2 separate regions of the Mus musculus genome follow, and region 1 is linked to region 2. A link is a contact called in public HiChIP or PLAC-seq data. All regions are on one chromosome and are shown on one strand. Each heading gives the region's core, a stretch centred on a gene start, on an enhancer-like site or on the middle of the called end of the contact. The rest is flanking DNA. Distances are from core to core; before and after follow the strand shown.

The links. HiChIP or PLAC-seq counts read pairs in DNA pulled down with a chosen protein or histone mark.
Region 1: an H3K4me3 HiChIP or PLAC-seq map of the SCID.adh cell line shows a contact between it and region 2, with 23 read pairs. The contact joins the enhancer-like site here to the promoter of Haus3 in region 2. A contact is called at or near these places in 1 of 39 promoter capture datasets (macrophages), 1 of 15 datasets of contacts at CTCF or cohesin (CD8 T cells), 19 of 484 Hi-C or Micro-C datasets (CD4 T cells, CD8 T cells, CD8 central memory T cells and 12 more), 7 of 115 datasets of contacts at active chromatin or transcription factors (CD8 T cells, the HPC-7 cell line, the SCID.adh cell line and 3 more) and 3 of 9 other capture datasets (adipose tissue, liver and pancreatic islet).

The regions. Positions count from the first base shown.
Region 1 is chr5:34,208,430-34,213,777 of GRCm38.p6, forward strand. The region is part of intron 8 of Zfyve28 (zinc finger, FYVE domain containing 28); the gene reads right to left. Among named protein-coding and RNA genes, the nearest start is that of Mxd4, 23 kb to the left of the region's middle. Within about 2 kb of position 1,987, at least 40 of the 459 cell types and tissues checked have an H3K27ac peak or open chromatin away from gene starts, as enhancers often do. A contact at or near this core is called in CD8 central memory T cells, the SCID.adh cell line, Sertoli cells and 2 more, where this site is marked.
Region 2 is chr5:34,166,617-34,171,745 of GRCm38.p6, forward strand. It overlaps Haus3 (HAUS augmin-like complex, subunit 3), which reads right to left and starts at 2,808. Exons shown (of 5, transcript NM_146159.1): 1 at 2,774-2,808; 2 at 789-1,827. The coding sequence starts at 1,697. Poln (DNA polymerase N) reads right to left here and starts at 2,910. Exons shown (of 25, transcript NM_181857.4): 1 at 2,774-2,910.

The sequences.
Region 1 (5,348 bases), core at 737-3,236, 41 kb after region 2:
ATGCCAGGGCCTCTGTTTATTTAATCCACAGAGTGGAGAAGTAATGCTGTCTGACCTTAAGAGAGGAATGCTAAGCCCACACTGTGGAGGGATGAGCCTTTGATGCACATTCTCTAGACATGGGGCTGAGACATCATAGATCATCAGGATAATGGAGAAGAGAGAGTCGAGGCAACCAGGAAAGCCATTGAGGTCACAGGCTGCCTCAATCTGCCATTGTCAAGGTGGGAGCCCTCTGAAGACCTAGCTAGGACAACAGAATGAAGTTGCCCCAGCACGGAGTGACCAAAGGTCTACTCATGCTCTGTGGACATTGCTCTCATGGCAAGATAACTGATCCTAGACTTCCCAAGGCCTGTGCTAGAAGTGTCTCCACATCTGACTGTGAAAGTATCCAGAAGAAACACAGTAAGCCAGACTCTACAGCCATACACAAGGCTCTGATCACTACACTCAGCCCCTGGCTATCCCAGGGAAGGAGAGACACAGACATCAGGTGGGCCTGAGAAGCCCTATCCTCAGAGCCCAACCTTGATTATGACAGTGATAGCATGGCCTCTGTGAGGAGGCCAAGCCTGCAATCCATCAGTGAAGGCCAGCGGGCTGTGACCTAAGGGACACATGTGTAGGGTCAGTGGGGAAGGAAATCCTATTCATGCTGGTAACCCGTTATGCCAAAGATATGTGAGCCTGAATCCACAGTCCCTCCTCTACTGGATTGAGTGCAATAGTGCCCAATATGGAGACTGCCTCTAAGTGGCCACAGATGCCACAACTACTCTTGTGGTTCTGGTCTACTCACCAGGTCCTGAGGCCATCTGCCCTGCCCAGTTTCATCTGTCTATCAGCCTACAACACTGCTCACACCTTCAGGAGACACCTAGTCTCAGAGACAGAGTCAAGACCAGGATAGCACTCACCCCAGCTCTCAGAAGGCCCCCACTACTATGGTATGGGACTCTAACCTCCACATCACTACTTTTTAACTAAAGATGCAATATGTGTGTGTACACTAAAAATGTATGGAGATGAAAATAAACAAAAAGTGTGTTTACATATGTAATGCACACAATGTATATGTGTGTGCATGCAAGCACAGATACAATACACTCAGGCACACACACCAAACACACTACCACTCTTGTCATGCATGCCTGAGCTTCTGCTGCTTCTAAACGCTTCCTAGAAACTGTGCAGCAGCAAGTGGGTGAGCTTGGCTGAGGCCTTCCCTGGTCACACTGCAGTTTAAACAGCGGAAGCCTCTTCTGAAGCCTGCTGTCTGAGGATGGGCACCCTTCGACTGCATGTGATCTACGGTAGCCTTCTTTCCCTTGCTTACTTGTGAGTCTGTGCTCCCTCAGAAGCAAGAAGACTACACTGGAAATGGTCTTGCTTCACACGGATGGAACACCTGCTATATGTCTTGCTGAGAACTAAGAGCCAGGACTAGCTTGCAACCCTTCTCCAGAACAGCACAGGACATGGAGCACATACCATAAGGCTCAGTACTTCAGGCCTGGACTCTGCCAAGCCATATTCTCCAGGAGCCTCCTCCCAACACGGCACCTTCCCTACACCCACTGATACTCAGATGAGGATCTGAGGTTCCCTAAGGGAACCATCACATATGTGCCCTCTAAAGTGGGGACTGGACCACTACCAGCATACACTGGGGCTACGTTTGGGCAGAAGACAACAGGGCAGACACTGGGGAAAAGATGGAGGAAATAAGAACATTAACACTGAGACTCCAAGACTCAACAGTGCTAGGGCTAGCGACATCTGAAGGCCCATTGCCTTCCTGCCCACAGTGCTGCATTTCCACTTGGCCTTGAGCCAGGGCATTTCCCTAGATGAGGATTCTAAATCCTATCCAGATACACTGGAAATACAACAACATGCTACATGGGACTGGTTAAGAGATACTGTGAATGGTTCTAGCACATGGCCCAGCAGCTGAAATCAGTTAGAAGCCACTGCAGCTATCCACCACCAGGGGGAGCCATAGAAATGCCTGCCAGAAGGCAGCCACAGATCCCCACGCTAGTAAAGTGCCCCATTGGCTCAACAAAGGCAGTAACTGGAACTGTGCTAAAGGCCTGGTGTAAGGTGTGTCTGAGCTGCAGCCCAGAACTGTAAGCTTGTTTAAACAATGTGGGTTTTGGTTTTTGTTGTTTGGTGGTTTTTTTGTTTTTTTGTTTTTTGGGAGGTTTTTTTTTTTTTTTTTCTTTTGGTTTTTTCTTTGTCTGTTTTGTTTTTAATTTTTTTTAAATTTATTTTCTTTTAATTAAGTATTTCCTTCATTTACATTTCAAATGCTATCCCAAAATTCCCCCATACCCTCCCCCCACCCCCACTCCCACTTCTTGGCCCTGGCGTTCCCCAGTACTGAGGCATATAAAGTTTGCAAGACCAAGGGGCCTCTCTTCCCAATGATGGCCCACTAGGCCATCTTCTGCTACATATGCAGCTAGAGACACGAGCTCTGGGGGTACTGGGTAGTTCAAATTGTTGTTCTACCTATAGGGTTGCAGACCCCTTTAGCTCCTTGGGTACTTTCTCTAGCTCCTCCATTGGGGGCCCTGTGTTCCATCCAATAGCTGACTGTGAGCATCCACTTCTGTGTTTGCCAGGCCCCGGCTTTTTTTTTTTTTTTTTTTAAAGACAGGGTTTCTCTGTGAAGCCCTAGCTGTCATGGAACTCACTGTGTAGACCAGGCTGGGCTTGAACTCAAGAGATTACCTGACTCTGCCTCCCAAGTGAACTACCACCATCTGGCTGATATACACACACACACACACACACAGAGAACACAGGCTCTGCCTCCCAGGTCAGCAGGATGTATAGTAGGTGCCTGTGTTGGTAAAGATGGGCACACCTTGGAGCACGTATGTTGTGTATGTTGTGTATGCGTAGGTCAGTGTTTCTCTGGAAAGATTTTGACCTCTGTGATGCTGATTCTAGACCCTGGGGTAAAGTCTAAAGAAAAAAAAGAAAAAGAAACTGCCCAGGACTAACCTAAAACATAAATTGGAAATATGGTGTAAATAGACTATGTCCTGTGACACAATACCATTTCTATTAGAGTTGTGGGTTTGGCTGTTTTTTAAATTTTGTGTGTAAGGGTGTTTTGCTTGCATGTGTGTATTGCATGTTTGCTCGGGGCATCACAGATGATTTAAGAGGGCACTGGATCTAGAGTTACAAAGTTATGAGTTGTCATGTGGGTGCTGGGAACTACATCAAGGTCCTCTGGAAGGGCAGCCAGTGCTCTTAATCACGGAGCCATCTCTCCAACCCTAGAGTTGTGTTTAACAGGAACTTTGTGGAGAAATACTCACAGCATCAGTTTCACTATGAAGAATAATCAAAACTATTCATAAAATGTGGGAAATTTTTATTTACTTCTTTTAGTCTTTTTAGTGTTTCTAGAGTTTTTACAATGATCAGGGACCACACAGAGGGGAAAAAAAAGGGATTAGTGTAGTTTCTACAGCAAACATCCCTGCATGCTAAGGGTGAGAGATGGGTTTGAGTGGGTTTTGTCCTCTGACAAGCAGACAATGGAGTTGACAACAAAGAACGTTTTGAGTCAGGAAGCTAAGGTTAGGTGGGAGAAAACCAGCTTTCTAAAAATGTCAACTTTTCCCAAAAACATCAATCTCTGACCACTGAACAGATAGGAAAGAAGCTAGCGGAAAGGAAAGACCATTCCAGGAAAGAAAAGGAAAGAAGTTCCAGAACATTCACTCAGCAGGGTGAGGACATCCATGCTGACTACTCACAATGTCCCACCACCCTTGATGCTGGGGCTGGTGGACTCAGCCAAGGACAGAAGAGCACCCACAGAGGGGCTTCTCCAGCAGGGTCTACACTCTCAGCCGTAGGCCCCTCTGCTGCCAGCATGTGTTAGTCCCTTGGCAGGAATGACCCTTGGTCCTTGTGGAGTCCTTCTACTTGACTAGTAGTAATACACACTCCAGGGATGTGGAGGGCTCCAGCCTCAAATGCAGGTCTCTTGCCACAGCTCCCTGCTTTTCTTCCATTTTCACAGAGGTGGGACTCACACACGGGACAGAAACTTGTGAGCACAGGGCCTGCCACTGTTCATTACGCTTCCCATGTCACATATCACAGGAGATACAGAGGCACCTGCCAGATGATGGGTGAACCCCGTGATCAAATTGGAACAGCAGAGAAATGGATCCTGCTGCTTGAAAGAGTGAAGGTCACTATCCCTTCCATGGACACTGAGGCGAGGCAGACATTAGCATCTGTCTCCCAGATGTATAACTAGAGTTGAATCATAACCCACTTGTGATGAATAATCTTGGTTGTCAATTTGACTGCATACAGAAGGAAACTTTTTTTTTTTTGGTTCAAGACAGGGTTTCTCACAGAAGGTAACTGAAACCCAAGACGCTGGGCACTCCTGTGAGGAATTTTCTTAATCTGATTATTTGAGCAGGAAGACCCACCCTAAATCTGGGTCACATCTTCCAGTGCCAGCCCACAGAAAAGGACACAGAGGAAGAAACCTTTGCTTTTTGCCTGCCTGTCCTCACTCTCACTGGCAAGTTCATCTACCCTGTTGCTGCGGAACTCCTTCAGTGGTGATAGAAACAACTTCTCCAGGATTCCAACGCAGACTGAAGATCAGCTACTCCCCAGGAATCCTTCAGGACCATAGCACCAGATTAGGACTGCTGAAACAGCCAGCCTACAGACTGGACAACTACCAGTTCTCAGCCTTACCAGCATGAGACTTTGCAGTACCCAGACTAGGTCCTATATAGATAGATCCCAATCTAGTACAGGGATATATATATATATATATATATATATATATATATATATATATATATATATACACACACATACATACATATATATATAATTTTAAAACATATTAAGAATTGAAATTCAAATACTTATAATGTATATATCTGATATACATACATACATATGTATACATACACACACATACACACGCACACATACACACCCTATCTTGCTCTTTCAGAGAATCCTAATATACCACCCTGTGCATGAGACGACATGTGTCATAAAAAAGCTCTGTCACACTGCTGTTACACTAACCAGACCTCCTGACGTCTCATTCCACATTTCAGCAAATGTTCTGCCTGTGTGTGACTGGCCTCTTCCTTCTGTTTGAAAACACTCTGCTGGTCACCTCCTTGCAGGACCTGAAAGGTCTGCCACATCCACCTGGTTCCCCGGTGGGCTCCAGCACTTGGCTTGGCCCCCGAGGGATGTGCCCATGACACAGAACACTCGCCAGTACTCCTACGATGGTTCTGTCAGTGTTGGGTCAGGAGTGATAGGTA
Region 2 (5,129 bases), core at 1,558-4,057:
AAACAAACAATAATGGCTAACAAACTAGAAGATCTCATCGTTATCATAACTTTAATAAGTATACTACTCATTATAACAAATGAATATTTTAATTTTCTTAAAATTATATAGTATTTTCTTAGTCCATGAGCTGATTATAGCACACAGATTTACCAGACTTGTTATTTCAAAATGTTTCTGTTGTAGTAACTAATTTAATACAAGTATTGGTTCAGAAACCTCTACATTTTTATTCAACTATCTACTGCCTATATTATCAAGAAAGCAAGCTTCTAGAGAGTGCAGATGAACAACTGCAATATATCTACATATTCTCAACAAGTAATGAGAAAGTCACTCCACTGAATCCTGGACTTCATTAATACTATCTTCTTGTCAGAGGAAACAAGGCAGAATATCCATAGTTAAGCAAGTAGTTTCCTTGGTTTATACCAAAAAACAGAAACCCCAGTTTAATCTGTAATTGAAATGACACAATTTTCAGATTCATAATGCAAAGTAAGGTTATTTTTGTCCAAAATTTGCTCAGTAATATTACTGAGGATAAAATTACTAAATTCTAGTAATATGATTAATAATATATTTGTATGAAATACATACTGCAAATATGTACTATAAAATTACATTAATTATATTACATAATTAATAAATTATATTAATATGCTATACTAATATAATTTTCTATAAAATTAAAATTAGATTTCCCCCCTTTTCTAAATTAGCAGCAATATTAAACTCTATATTCCTAACAATTACAATATGAATTCAGTCTTATTTCTTATGCTTACCTCATTGGTTAGTCTATTAAGATTCTCTTCCGCCCATTTTATACTCGACTTCATGCTCAAATTACTTGTTTTCAAGTATATGATCTGTTTCTGGACACAAATACATGCCATCTGCAGTCTAGCCATCTCCAGTCGTCGCTCCCTAAGGATTTCTTCATTATCACAAATAGACGGTGTTTGTATATCTAAAAGTTGAAAATTGTCTTCATTTGAACTTTCAACTACTTCGTGCATGCCCTGAAAGAATTGCTTTTTTGTGTATAAGGTTAATGCTGCTGTGCTCTGCTCTTCTTGGCTTATGTATTTTCCCAAGGGAAACTGAGATAAAAACACCATTGGATTTGTTCTTTCACTTAAATTAGAATTTCTGAAGAATATCATCAAATTATTAACTTCCTCAGTAAGACCCTGAAGTTCATTACTGAGCTTAGTATTCACAGAATTTAGGAATCCTTGCTTCTGTTTCAGCTTCTTAGTGGCCTCCTCTTGTTTAGCATTTAATGCCAGAAACCTGTAGCTAGTTTCAGAAACCATTAACTGGTATTTATTCCGTCGCTGAATTTTTGAGTTATTTAATTTCTGCAGAGTTTGAACCTCATCCTCTAATATCTGTATCTCTTTGTCATCCAGTTTGCATGTCTTCAAATCAAAAGTTTTACAGGTCCTAAGAACTTCATCCAATGCTGTTCCTTCTAGGATAGGCTTGCCTGATCGCTGGAGATCGCTGAAGGCTTCCAATTCTTTTTCAGACAATACATTCTGTTCATTCACATTCCCACAAAACCATTTCAAGAATGACTCATCTTCAACATCCTCAAAGAGCCAGTCAAAATCTTCTCCATTAAGAATATCAGCTTTGGGATAACCAATTTTTTTCAATGTTTCCACAAACTCATTTCCACAACTCATGGTTTAACTACTCCTGTTTTTAAATATTTGATATGAATCTATTTTTTTAAACTAAGTTCAAACAGAAAAAAACATATTTACGCTAAGTCCATAGAAGAAGGAAAAAAAATACAATCTATAATGTGTTTTCCTAGTGGGGGAAAGAACACAAGTATTAGACCATGAACAAGGCAAATGAATTTTAAATATACAGATCATTTTATCAGATGACATCAGGAGACTACTTAAGTTAAAAGCAGATGCACGTGCAATATCTGACAAAGACAAAGCAAAACAGAAGCAATCAGGGTGTTGCTTAGGACACTACAACAGTAATGAAGAATCTAATTAATGAAGATATAACAATAAAAAAAAACTGATTTTTTTTCCCAATGATGAAATTACTTAAAATAAATTACATTTTGTAAAATAGCTGTTTCCCCTGTAGTTTCTAGTTAGGAAAAAGAAATATGCCTACCTTTCTAAGGAAGAATCAACTAAATATTTACTTCAATCAGCGTTCCATCAGTCTCAAAGGACTCAATCTATAGATATAACCAGTCTAACGCAGAGAAAACCAGGACAAATTGACAAGTTTCAAAGTACCCATCAATCATCAAGTAAGAAGTTTTATTTCGAATAGAACACAATGAACCACGACTTGAACCAAACTTAGGTCAGTGACAATGGCAGGTCTTAAAATCACGATGTATTTGACACTCTGGTAGCAAACTCTCTGGGTTGGTTTTGGTTTGTTTCTGAGTATCCAGTTATGACACTTAAGAGCTCTAATAAAACACGCCCACAAAAGTACCAAATTGCTGTTTTTAAAAGCTGGGTAACAGATAAGTGTGTATTTCCGGTTTAACGTTTGCCTCGTATGATTGAGGCCTTGGGTTTTATCCGCAGTATCCGAAAAATAAAGCTACCAACCCCAGCCGGATGACCGGCCACGTACCTCCGCCCCCACCTCTGGCACAAAGCCTCAGCCTCCCCGCACACCCCGCGCCTGGGCCCAGCGACCTCTATCGATGCCTCAAGCAGGCTGTAGGAGGGTAGCGGCGGCCCCGCCAACCCCGAACTTACAAGACCCTTACCTCAGGAAAGCCGCAGTCACTGCTCTCTGCCAGCCTCCAACCGCGCGCGCCGCAGTGCCTCACGGGAGTGCCAGGACGCGCACGCGCAGATTACAACATCCGTAAAGTCAGCGCAGGCGGCGAGGTATCCCGGAGAAAGCGAAGGAGGACCCGCAGACCAACCCCCTTCAACGAGCCGGGGTAAAGTGATTGGCTTTCCTGACGGACGCACCGCCCCTTAGCCCCGCCTCTGGCCCGCCGTCCTTCCCGCTAGGCTCAAGAGGATTGGTTTTCTCACTATAGGCTCTGCCCTCGCTCCGCCCCACCCCGCCCCCGCTCGGGAGTTGGAGTCTGGGTCTCTTCCGGCTGCTTTGTTGCCTTGGCCATTTGGCCCTCTAGTTCAGTTAGGCCTCCTGTCCTAAGAATGGCTTGCGGTCTGTGACACCACTAGGGGACCGGAAGTTTGAGGCCGAACAGACCCCTTCTTCCCCCAACAGCTCTTACCACCACCACTGGTAGGGTGATCCAGCGTTGGTGCTAATAACAAGCAGCTGGGACCCTATCAGGTCTCTTGCAGGGTAGGATTGTTGGCTATAGAATCTTTTACAATGGTTATTTAACAAAAATCACTTAACTCCCAAGGCCTCGATGACTTCCAAGCAAAAGCTGACTCCCTCCAAGATCCCATCTTCAAAATGTCAAGGTGTAAAATACATCAGTTTTAGAATGCATTTAACTCAGAAGTACAGACATTCTGAGGATGCCCGCCGTCATTCAATGAAAGACAGAATGCTGAACTCAGATGCAAGCCTAGTTAATGTCCTATGGTCCCAGAAAACTGATCTTTGGAGTTACAGTTGGCATTGGTAACAACTTGTCTGTATGGGTCATAATCTGTTCATTTTTTTCTATCAGACAGCATTTGCAACTTAACCACTCTCTTGTAAGATGATATATAAATTCACAAGATCTGGGCTTTGATCATTAAAAAAATAGTATTCCCCTCTTCTAATCATAAATAGGGTGATGTATCAGACAAGGGTCTAGTCTAGTTGCTACTAGGTAGAATTCTTTCTGGATCTTTTTCCCTGGGCTTATTTGTTTTGTGAGACAAGGATTTGCTTCTCTACCCAGGCTGGGCTTCAACTCAAGATCCTACTTTAGCATCTCCAAGTGCTGGGGCCACAGGTATGAATCACCATGCCCAGATATTCATGTTTTCAAAGAGAGAAAAACTAATGTTCTAAGCAGATCATTTAAATTTGAGTTGAAGACATTTCCTATTAATTCTTATTTAACTTTTATCCTCCTTTTGAAGGTCAATAAAACCGGAAAGTAAATAAAAACAAACAGTACAGGGGAAAAGTTCTTAGAATGGTGCCTAATGTGGTTAGGACATCAGGGGACTGGCCCAAGAGGACCCCAGATGCCAAACTGGAGGTAGGGGCTCAGCAGGGAGCTGGCGTTGAGTGGGTTTTGGCCAGAGGAAGTGCAGGCAGTACTTTTGGGAAATTTTGCTGAGGCGGCAAAGACTGAGAGAAAAAGAGCCAAATGACACAAGATGAGGGGGTGGGAATGCAAGGCTGAGAGGATTTTTGGTGTTGTTTTGTTTTAAAGTGGGAGGAACTGGAGGATATTTATAGACTGTGCGGAAGAGCTCGGAGGAGATGGAATTAAAGATGCCAGAAAGACAAAGGGCTACTTTGCAGGCTGAGGTTCCCCCCAGGCACAGCCTGGGACCCATGAGACCTTCTAGAAAACCCACTGTTCTTAGTGACTCCTGGCCCCCAGCTCGCTCTCTTGAATTGCTGACCACCGCTCCTTGTTTGAGAAGTGTTTGCGAGGCCATAAGAAGCCATGAAAACATAAAGATTAGAACAGGATCAGCCCCCTGAGTACAAACAGCAAACACAATGGGGTCAATTATACAGAACTGGAAAGTTTTCTTGGGACTGGATTAGAAACTTAAGAAGGCAAGTATGTTAAACTTATTTCCAAGACAAGCTTGCTTTCTTCTACTCAAACTCAGTTGTGGTTTTAGTGGGGTCAAAAGGTAACGGGAACCGAGGAGCTAATCGGTCCTAAGCAAGCCTGTGAGAATGTAATGGGCGAAACAAACCAAAATGCAGGACCTGAGTCTTTTCTGTTGGCCTTACTCTCCTGTCATCAATATTAAAAATTATTTTATGTTTTATACAGTATATTTACAGACAGTTTTAAAACTTTGTATACAACTGTGCTGTTGAAGGTTGTTTTTGGATGCAGTTTAACGGAAGTGAAGAGATCTGTTCTCCAGACAACATGGAGGAGGGAGCAACAGCCTCAGACATGTGTTAGCTTGATTCTACCAAAAAAAAAAAAAAAAAAAAAAAAAGTC